Regions from separate parts of the Mus musculus genome. Here regions 2 and 3 are each linked to region 1. A link is a contact called in public HiCAR-type and HiChIP or PLAC-seq data. All regions are on one chromosome and are shown on one strand. The core of a region is the stretch at or near the end of the contact, and the rest is flanking DNA. Distances in the headings are between cores, read along the strand shown. Region 1 has its middle 25 kb from the start of Gm30999. Region 2 overlaps Aopep (aminopeptidase O). Region 3 overlaps Fancc (Fanconi anemia, complementation group C).

What was found. HiCAR-type assays count read pairs that join an accessible place to other places. HiChIP or PLAC-seq counts read pairs in DNA pulled down with a chosen protein or histone mark.
Region 2: a contact with region 1 is called in a HiCAR-type map of embryonic stem cells, with 4 times the contacts expected there. The contact joins two enhancer-like sites. A contact is called at or near these places in 5 of 39 promoter capture datasets (cranial neural crest, frontonasal cranial neural crest, maxillary cranial neural crest and 2 more), 1 of 115 datasets of contacts at active chromatin or transcription factors (embryonic stem cells) and 2 of 9 other capture datasets (embryonic stem cells and pancreatic islet).
Region 3: an H3K27ac HiChIP or PLAC-seq map of embryonic stem cells shows a contact between it and region 1, with 3 times the contacts expected there. The contact joins two enhancer-like sites. A contact is called at or near these places in 3 of 15 datasets of contacts at CTCF or cohesin (embryonic stem cells, large pre-B cells and pro-B cells), 45 of 484 Hi-C or Micro-C datasets (3T3-L1-derived adipocytes, B cells, the BV-2 cell line and 34 more), 5 of 115 datasets of contacts at active chromatin or transcription factors (bone marrow-derived dendritic cells and embryonic stem cells) and 1 of 9 other capture datasets (embryonic stem cells).

What each region holds. Positions count from the first base shown.
Region 1 is chr13:64,030,079-64,032,923 of GRCm38.p6, reverse strand. No RefSeq gene overlaps it. Among named protein-coding and RNA genes, the nearest start is that of Gm30999, 25 kb to the left of the region's middle. Within about 2 kb of position 1,488, at least 6 of the 459 cell types and tissues checked have an H3K27ac peak or open chromatin away from gene starts, as enhancers often do. A contact at or near this core is called in embryonic stem cells, where this site is marked.
Region 2 is chr13:63,292,369-63,295,213 of GRCm38.p6, reverse strand. The region is part of intron 14 of Aopep (aminopeptidase O); the gene reads right to left. It overlaps Gm16907 (predicted gene, 16907), which reads left to right. Exons shown (of 3, transcript NR_045794.1): 2 at 2,379-2,522. Among named protein-coding and RNA genes, the nearest start is that of Gm16907, 3.4 kb to the left of the region's middle. Within about 2 kb of position 1,378, at least 15 of the 459 cell types and tissues checked have an H3K27ac peak or open chromatin away from gene starts, as enhancers often do. A contact at or near this core is called in embryonic stem cells, where this site is marked.
Region 3 is chr13:63,352,164-63,355,008 of GRCm38.p6, reverse strand. The region is part of intron 6 of Fancc (Fanconi anemia, complementation group C); the gene reads left to right. Among named protein-coding and RNA genes, the nearest start is that of Mir3074-1, 52 kb to the right of the region's middle. Within about 2 kb of position 1,473, at least 10 of the 459 cell types and tissues checked have an H3K27ac peak or open chromatin away from gene starts, as enhancers often do. A contact at or near this core is called in embryonic stem cells, where this site is marked.

The sequences.
Region 1 (2,845 bases), core at 239-2,738:
TTCTCTTCTGGGCCAACCTTAGCAGCTAGCAGCTGTTCTTAACCTGGGAGTCAAAAGATCCTTTTATAGGTGTTTCCTAAGACAATTGGAAAACACAGGTATTTACATTATGATTCATAACAGTAGCAAAACTATCATTATAAAGTAGCAACAGAGTAACTTTATGGTTGGGGTCATCACAACATGAAGAACTGTATTAAAAGGTTGCAGCATTAAGGAGACTGAGAATCCCTGGGCTAGAGGATGCTTTTCTATCACTGCCAGTGACTATGTTGCATGCCTACCTGCCTTGCAGGTAGGGCTCATCCTTTGCAGGGCTTCCCACCCATCATTTTCCTTGGGTGCTTTTTTCCCTCTTTATGTGTATGTGTGTGGTATGTGTAGAACAGCCAATTTAAGCTTGTCCCTGACTAGCTCACAAGTGATGAGACTCAGACTGTGGTTATTTTATTTGTCTTTGACAATTCCTAGGGGGTAACCCCTAATCTGCTCTTCTAACTGCTGGCCTGGTTACTTCCCCAGAGGTGTACCCCAAGTACTTGCTGTTTCTCCTGGCCATGTGCTCTTCATCCATCTCCCCTCACGGCAGCGTCCTCTTTCCTCCCATTCTTCTTTCTCGCCCCACCTTGTCCAACCAGGTCACTCCAAACCCCCTATCTCTAATCTCTCTAGTAATTGACTGTAGCCAATTTTATTTAACCAAAAGATTTATTTATTTATTTATTTATTTATTTATTTATTTATTTATTTATTTATTTATATGGTTTTTTCGAGACAGGGTTTCTCTGTGTAGCCCTGGCTGTCCTGGAACGCACTTTGTAGACCAGGCTGGCCTCGAACTCAGAAATCTGCCTGTCTCTGCCTCCCGATTTGCTGGGATTAAAGGCGTGCACCACCACGCCCAGTTTAACCAATAGTTTTAAATCAAAGAACAAAGTTTGCACAACAAAAGCTTGTAAGCCCAGACCTTCCAGTATAGAATTTAGCATTACAATACATAGCAATAGACCAAACCTCAATACATATATATGTATTCGTGTTCAAGTGTGTGTTTACAGGGACCCAGGGTTGATAGTGAGAATTTTTGATTGGTCTTTGAAGTAGGGTCTCTCAGTCAAACCCAGAACTCACAAATGTGGATGGTCTACTTGTCAGCCACTTAGATGATTCCCGTCTCTGCCTTCTGAGGCCAGGATTACAGGCACTCTTATAGACCCTCTGGATTTATGTGGGTTCTGGGGACCTAAACTCTGGTCCTCTCACTAGTGTGGTAAATGCTTCAGCCACCACACCGTGTCCCCAGTCCCAAGTACTGTATTTTGCAATCATTGTATCACGAGTTATATTTAGAAGATTTTTCATAAGATGGGAGTTGGTAGAGGGTTGGAACCGGGCAGCATTCTTAGGAAAGCATCTACACTTACCTTACCTCTGCCACCTGAGGCCACTCTCCACCTGGAATGCTTTGAACTGAAGCCACACCTCCAGGGATGTTTGGTTGTGGCTTTTTTTCCCTTCAATTCCCTGAGTGGAGGGTGGAGCAGCCTCTGGGTGACGCCTGTGTTAAGTTTCTCACCTTGGGTGGTCCCTAGCCATCACTATCTTTTGCCTAGATGCTCCAGGAGGTTGTGAAAATTGAAGCTCAGATGTGCCAAGTTCTGTTAACACCTCCAGGGCAGAAGGGCTTAGAATCCAGCAATCTCTGCCTTCACTTAGGCTTGGCCTGATAAGCATCAGATTTTTTTTTTTTTTTTTTTTTTTGTGCTTTGTAACAGGTAAAGAAATTTTGTTTCAATGTCTCATATGCCTTTATTGGGAAAGGTGGTTTAAATCACAGCCCATGGTGGTCCCAGAAGCCTTAGCAACTCCCTACTGAGGCTTTTAGACTGGAGACTGTTACAGATCCTGTTCTGCCACTTGGGCCTCTGCCAGGAGTCAAAGTCTAGTCACCATGTGTGGGTTATTGCCTACTCATCATCTCTTGCTGCCGGTCAGTCAAGATGACCCAGGACCTGAATAACCTCTATTCCCAGAAGTTTGGGATGAGTGATGAATTTGTGGTGGGTACTACTAGGAAACAATTTTTCTTTGCTTTCTTCCCCTGCCCTGATATTTCCTCTGGCTTATTTCAAGGGCCTTTGAGATAAAATCCAAGAGAAACGATGTTGCTCTCCTGGGGCAAGAAACAGATTTAAAACAAAGGACTTTGAATCCCAACATTTTAAACAAAGAATCTAGAAAACACCTTTGCCTTAACCTAGCTTTGAACAAACTTAATGGGGCCACGTATCCCATCTCCCACAGGCATAAAATGTCATTTTTTAAAAACTTAAATTTTAACTAATTAATTTCTTTTAAATATATTATGTGTATGGGTGTTTTGCTGCATGTAGGTCTGTTTACTATGTGTGTCCCTGATGCCCTATGGAGACCAGAAGGGGACAATGAAGCTACTAGAACTGGGGTTAAAAACAGTTGTGAGTCACCATGTGGCCTGGGTCCTCTGGAAGAGCAGCCAGTGCTTCATGTTAGACTGGTGGGCCAATGACCTTATCTGGGTTTTATTTATTTATTGTTGTTTTTGATACAAAGTTTCTCTATGTAGTCAGTTCTGACTGGCCTGCAACTCCATCTGTAGACCAGGCTGGTCTGAACTCAGAGATCCACCTGCCTCTGGCTCTGGAGTGCTGGGATCAAAGGCATGTGTGCCATACTCTGCTTGCCTTATCTTTGTTTAAAAATATTTGTCTATACACTATACACTATAGCTGTCTTCAGACACTCCAGAAAACGGCATCAGATTTCGTTACGGATGGTTGTGAGCCACCATGTGGTTGCTGGGATT
Region 2 (2,845 bases), core at 129-2,628, 740 kb after region 1:
ACAGGATTAAGGGTTGGGGTGAAACAGTGAGACTAACTACTCTTTGGGTAAGAGATTTATTCAGTTATTAATGCCACAGACGGAGAGCAGCATGGTCGGGCTCTGAGGACAGATCAGGCAGAGAGTTCTTCAGAGGAAGGACGGCTTTCACACCATCGATTGCTGGGCAGTCCACAGTACATGTATGTAGTCAGGGCGTCCCTAATTCCAGTGGACAGAAGAAAGGCAGGGAGTCTGTTAGCCTGGGGCCTAGGATCAGCTACGAGGGCAGGGGAAACAAGAAGCCAGACAAAGAGGACTTCCCCAAGTAGCTCCCCTACATCCAGGACAGGGTCTCACGGAGCCCGAGCTGACCTTGAATTTGGTGCACAGCCAAGGATGATCTTGAACTTTTGCACTTCCTGCCTCCACTTTCCAGGTGGCAGCATTACAAGTGTGCAGAGCCATGTCCGGCTATGCAGCAGTTTCTCAAGCCCAGGGCTTTATGCATGCACTTTATGCTAGGCAAGCACTTCTACCCACTGAGCTACAGCTCTCGTCCCTCATTTTCTTTTCTATGCTTTCCTCTTATTTACACACAGAGAAGAAACAGAGCATGCTCCAGGATCCATTTGTGAGTAGCAAAAGGCCCCAGCGGGTGGGGGCAGGAGGCTCCAGCAGCCCTGCTGGGATATGTGAAGGTTCAGGAGGCCATGTCACAGAGGCTCTTTCACAACATGAAGTCAGCGTTTCCACTCCTCTTACAGTTAGAAACGCTTTATTGTCGTGACTAATGAGAGAGCCGATCTTCTGACCCCTGAAGGCTAGCTAACATGGCATCCAGGAAGGACAGACAGTCTCCCCCACCCCACAGAGAGCAGGACAAAACAGCCTTTTCATCAGAAAGGGCTGCATGTATTCCAGTATTCCAAAGACAGGATGTTTAAACGACACCACAGAAATGCTGCACCCCAGTCTCCACTCACGCAAGCACTTTTAGTTTTCTTTTTAGTTCTCAGGGCAACAAAGATTATCTTAGTTTTCTCTCCCAAACTCGCAAGCACCCACAACCCATCTCCTCATAGAACAAGGTTAACACCTGCTTCCCCAGTGCAAGCGCCACCAGTGGACGGCTGGGTTGCCTTCCTCCAGGTCAGACTTTGGTGCCTTTCAGAGGCGACACCTTGACTCAAGTTCCCACCTAGACTGACACTGCAGGGACTCAATACTCCACAAGCTGAGCCTCAACACTCAGAGGGATGGTCCCTGTAACAGTAAAGGCGAAAGACAACTACAGCACCATATAACCCAGGTGTGTGCTGTCTCCTGCTCTGCTCAATTGGATGCTGCGGCATTCCCAGACCAAGCAGCAGGCACCTCTGCATTCCGAGAGACACTGTTAAAGGCCCTTCAGTGATTCAAATTGCTATCTTTGCATTTCACACATCTTGAGCTACTCCCACTGCTGGGGCTATGGGCCTCTGACAAGTGAGGACAGCTTGCAGGTATAGCAGGGCTATGGGAAACTGAATGGACAGAAGACACTGTCACACCAACTAGCTCTAAAGGAGCTGAAAGCTGTTTCTAGAAGAGCTGCCAGCCAACAGGGACATAGAACTGGAGCCCCAGGGCTCCTTGTGAGGGCAGCATCCATCTTAGAAGGTGGAACCTCTCTCTCTCAGTCTGGTTAGTTAGCAAACCTTTACCTTCTTATTGGATCACTGGCTCCCTACAAATCCCACCTCCATTTGTCTGAGGAATGTTTTGTGTGTCAGGAAGATTAGCTCTTGATTAAACTGCAAGTGTTTTCAGCAGAGTCATCTTGACTGCGGCCATGGTGATTTTGCTTGCATTTCTGAATGGTTCTAGTTGAATTTATTGATTATTCTTCCTACGGTTTTTCAACTCTGTTCTTTTAGTTTTAGCATTTGTGTTTATGTGTGTGTTCCATATGATCTAGCTGCACTTTCCTTGGGTTCTCTTAGACATAGTTTTGCTATTTAGCTCAGGTTGATCAGAATTTTCAGTGTAGCTCAAGGCTGCCTCCCAAGTTCTGGAATTATAGGTGTGACCCGCCACACTTGGAAAACTACACTTTAGTAGAGTTGAAATTTAATGATTTAAAGAGCAACTAAAATTCAGGTCATCTCAAGCTTTTGCTAGGAATCCCCATCAAGTCTGGAGTTAGCAAATGCTTAGTGTGAAATAGCACCCAGATGGTCAGGCCAGGCCAATGGCAGAGGCCAAGGGAAGGGTGGAAGCCTGCGTAGGTAGGCAGGGAAAGGCCAACTCAGAGTCTTTCCTGGAGATGAAGTTGAGTGAGTGGCTCCGGACTCTGTAGTGTCTGTGCTCTGGCTGGACACATGACTACCAAGAACCTGCTCTCTCTTTTCTTACAGAGAGCAGACAGTCCTTAGCGGGGCAAGCCTACAGCCCTGGTGGCCCCTCACTGCCCCAGGCTGAAGGACAGGTGCCTGTGGACATGGCCTAGCTCACCAATGGCAGGAGAGAGAAGCTGGGTTACCAGAGACTTCCTAGGTGCCGTAAGTTGATTCTTTTTTTTTTTTTTTTTTGGTTTTTCGAGACAGGGTTTCTCTGTGTAGCCCTGGCTGTCCTGGAACTCACTCTGTAGACCAGGCTGGCCTCGAACTCAGAAATCTGCCTACCTCTGCCTCCTGAGTGCTGGGATTAAAGGCATGCGCCACCAAGCCCGGCTGTAAGTTGATTCTTTGTGATACATAGGTGTGTAACAAAAAGTTGCATATGGTGCATGCCTCTAATTCCTATAGTCATGAGGCAGAGGCAAGCACATCTCTTCAAGTTTGAGGCTAGTTTAGTCTACATAGAATATTTCAGGCCACCCAGG
Region 3 (2,845 bases), core at 224-2,723, 680 kb after region 1:
TTCTTTTAAACTCTGCCAACCTCCTAGAGAAGATGGGGACACTTTCAAATCAGTTTATAAGGTTAGCCATCTACGGACAACACAGTCATACACATCTATGCAAAGAAAACAGGGTTAGTTGATATCTTTGGTGGATATGTGAGTAGTAGATCTATACAGAGCTTAGTACCACTAATTACCAGGGAAATGCAAACCAGAACTGCATAGCAGTTTATATAAATAAAGGTGTAAGGAGGCTGGATGTAGTATTGTATATATCTTTAACTTCAGCACTCAAGAGATAGAAGCAGGCAGATCTTTGAGTTCTGAGACTAGTCTGGTCTACTTAGTGAGCTCCAGGCCAACTAAAGCTACATAGTAAGATTCTGTCTCCAAAAAAAAAAGGGAGAAGAAGAAGAAGAAGAAAAAGAAGAAGAAGAAGAAGAAGAAGAAGTAGTAGTAGTAGTAGTAGTAGTAGTAGTAGTAGTAGTAGTAGTAGTAGTAAGGGAGGGAAGCGTTAGATAGCTTTAGTATGTTGTGTTGTGTTGTGTTGATGATGATGTGGAGAAATGACATCATGCACTGCTGGTGAGAATGCATTGTGGCATAGCTACTGTACACAAGCCATAGTGGTTCATTCACAAAGAAAAATAGATCTGGTGTGATGCTGCATGCCTGTGATCTCAGCACTTGGGAGGGGGGAGTCCGAGGGTCCAGAGTCCAAGGCCAGCTGTGGCTACATGAGACTTGGTCTTAAACAAGCAAGTAAATGGAGTTTCTGCATGGCCACTTCCACTTCTGCTTATATATTCAAAAGAATTGAAAAGATAATTTGCAAACCTATGTTGGTTGTATTTTACATACTAGCCAAGGGATAGAAGTAACCTCTATGCATCTTGTTAGATGAAAGCATGGCATAGACACAACTAAATTTTTATCATCCTTAAAAAAAAAAAAAAGAAAGAAAAAAGGAAAGCCCTGTTGAGTGCTCTGACATGGTCCATCTGACACTACACAATGAAATAAGCCAACCACCAAGAACAAATGCTGCCTTCCGCTCACCTGTAATATCCAGAGTAGCCAGTCTCTCAGAAGGTAGAATTCTGTTTGCCATGGGCTGGGAGGAAGGGAGGCAGGAGTTCTTGGTTGATAAAGAGTTTTAATTTTGTAAGATGTGGAAGTTGTGGAGATCTTTTGATAAGATGATGGTTTGAAAGGTTGATATAATGAGGGTTTTACTATCACCTGGGGATACTCTTTAAGTGTTGGTGATTTCAGGAAGATATAGGTTATTTTCAAGTAAGGCTAGAAGAGGTCCATGATAAATCTCCTTGCCACAGATCCTCTGGGCCCCTTTGTCTGCTTGGAACGGGTCTCTAGTCTCGGGTGGGCAAAGCGTCATATGAATTGACTGACAGATGCACACAGGAGAGGTTGTGTAGAATCTGAATGTAATGTCAAATGGAGCATCAGACTTTTTATACAGAGACAATAAGGAAGTTGGGTGGCACACTTGCAAGGTACAAAGAGGTTACTGGATTCTTACATAAAACAGAGGAATGCAAACACAGAAAGTCTAACAAGGACCACCTGGGATAGAATTCATTGTTAACAGCTGGGATCAACAAGGGTTCCACCTAAGATTCACTTAATCTTAGAAGCCAAGGTCAAGGGCTTCGTGCCCTTGCCATAGTTCCTATTTTAGTCTATTGTATAGTCCACCTTCCCCTTAGGCCATTGTAAATACGTGTGTGTATGGGTGTAACTCAGCTATAGTTCTAAGTATCTATTCTGGTTTCTCCTTCGGTCTGAAACTTCCTTCTTCCTTGGTGATGGTAAATTCCTGTGTAGGGGAGTGACTTAGCTTTTAATCAAAGTGATAGTGTAATACCAGAGGCTATTCTGAATGTCACTGAATAGCAACATTCTTACTGAATTCCAAGCCCATGGTCTTGCTCAAAGATGTTCTTAGGACTGTTGGAACACTGGTGAAGGCTTTAGCTATGTCAGAATTCAATCTTAAAAAGCACTTATAATAGGATAATACTAAAAGAGAGCATGTGGATCCATCCACTAGACTAACGCGGGAATGGAAAATTAATGTATGGGTTAGAGAGAACACCAGACTCCAGGAGTGAGTTTCCGTGAAACTCTTTTGCCTCGTGAGTAGCTTCCAAGCCTCAGCCTGTCAAGCTGACTCGACCGGAGAGCGTGGCATCTCCTTAACAATTTTAAAGTCACTTGGCATTGGTGGAGCACACCTTTAATCCCAGAACTCAGGAGGCAGAAGCAGGCAGATCTCTGAGTTCAAAGACTGGTCTACAGAGCGAGTTCTAAGACAACCAAGGCTACACAGAGAGACCCTGTCATGAAAAACAAAACAAAACAACAACAACAAAATTTAAAAGTCTACTATAAAATTAGGTAGAGCTTGGCTTATCAAAATACAGGCAAGCAATAGATATCCCTCTGAAGAAGTTCATGGCATTTGTGGATCCAGCCTGAGGCTTGTCAGATATCTAGAGATACAGTTCAAGAGGGAGTTATGTAGCTTTCCAGACAGCATTACAGTAAGTGTTAGGCTGTGACTAGTTGCCAGAGCAGTACTCCAAACGACTTCTGTGTAAGAAGTGAACTGCAAAAGGCTTGATGCTAAGCACATATTGCTAGAGCCATCATCCTGTATGGTTGTCTCTAGCCTCCCAGCTTTCTACAGCAAGCCACAGGACTATACCTTGAGATGACTCTTGCAAGGTTCACAGCATCACACCTTGTAGCTGTGATAGCAGAGACCTGGATAAAGAATATAAATATCTGTAATTGAATTGTTGATTTTGTTTCTTGGTCACATGACTCTATCAGCTTC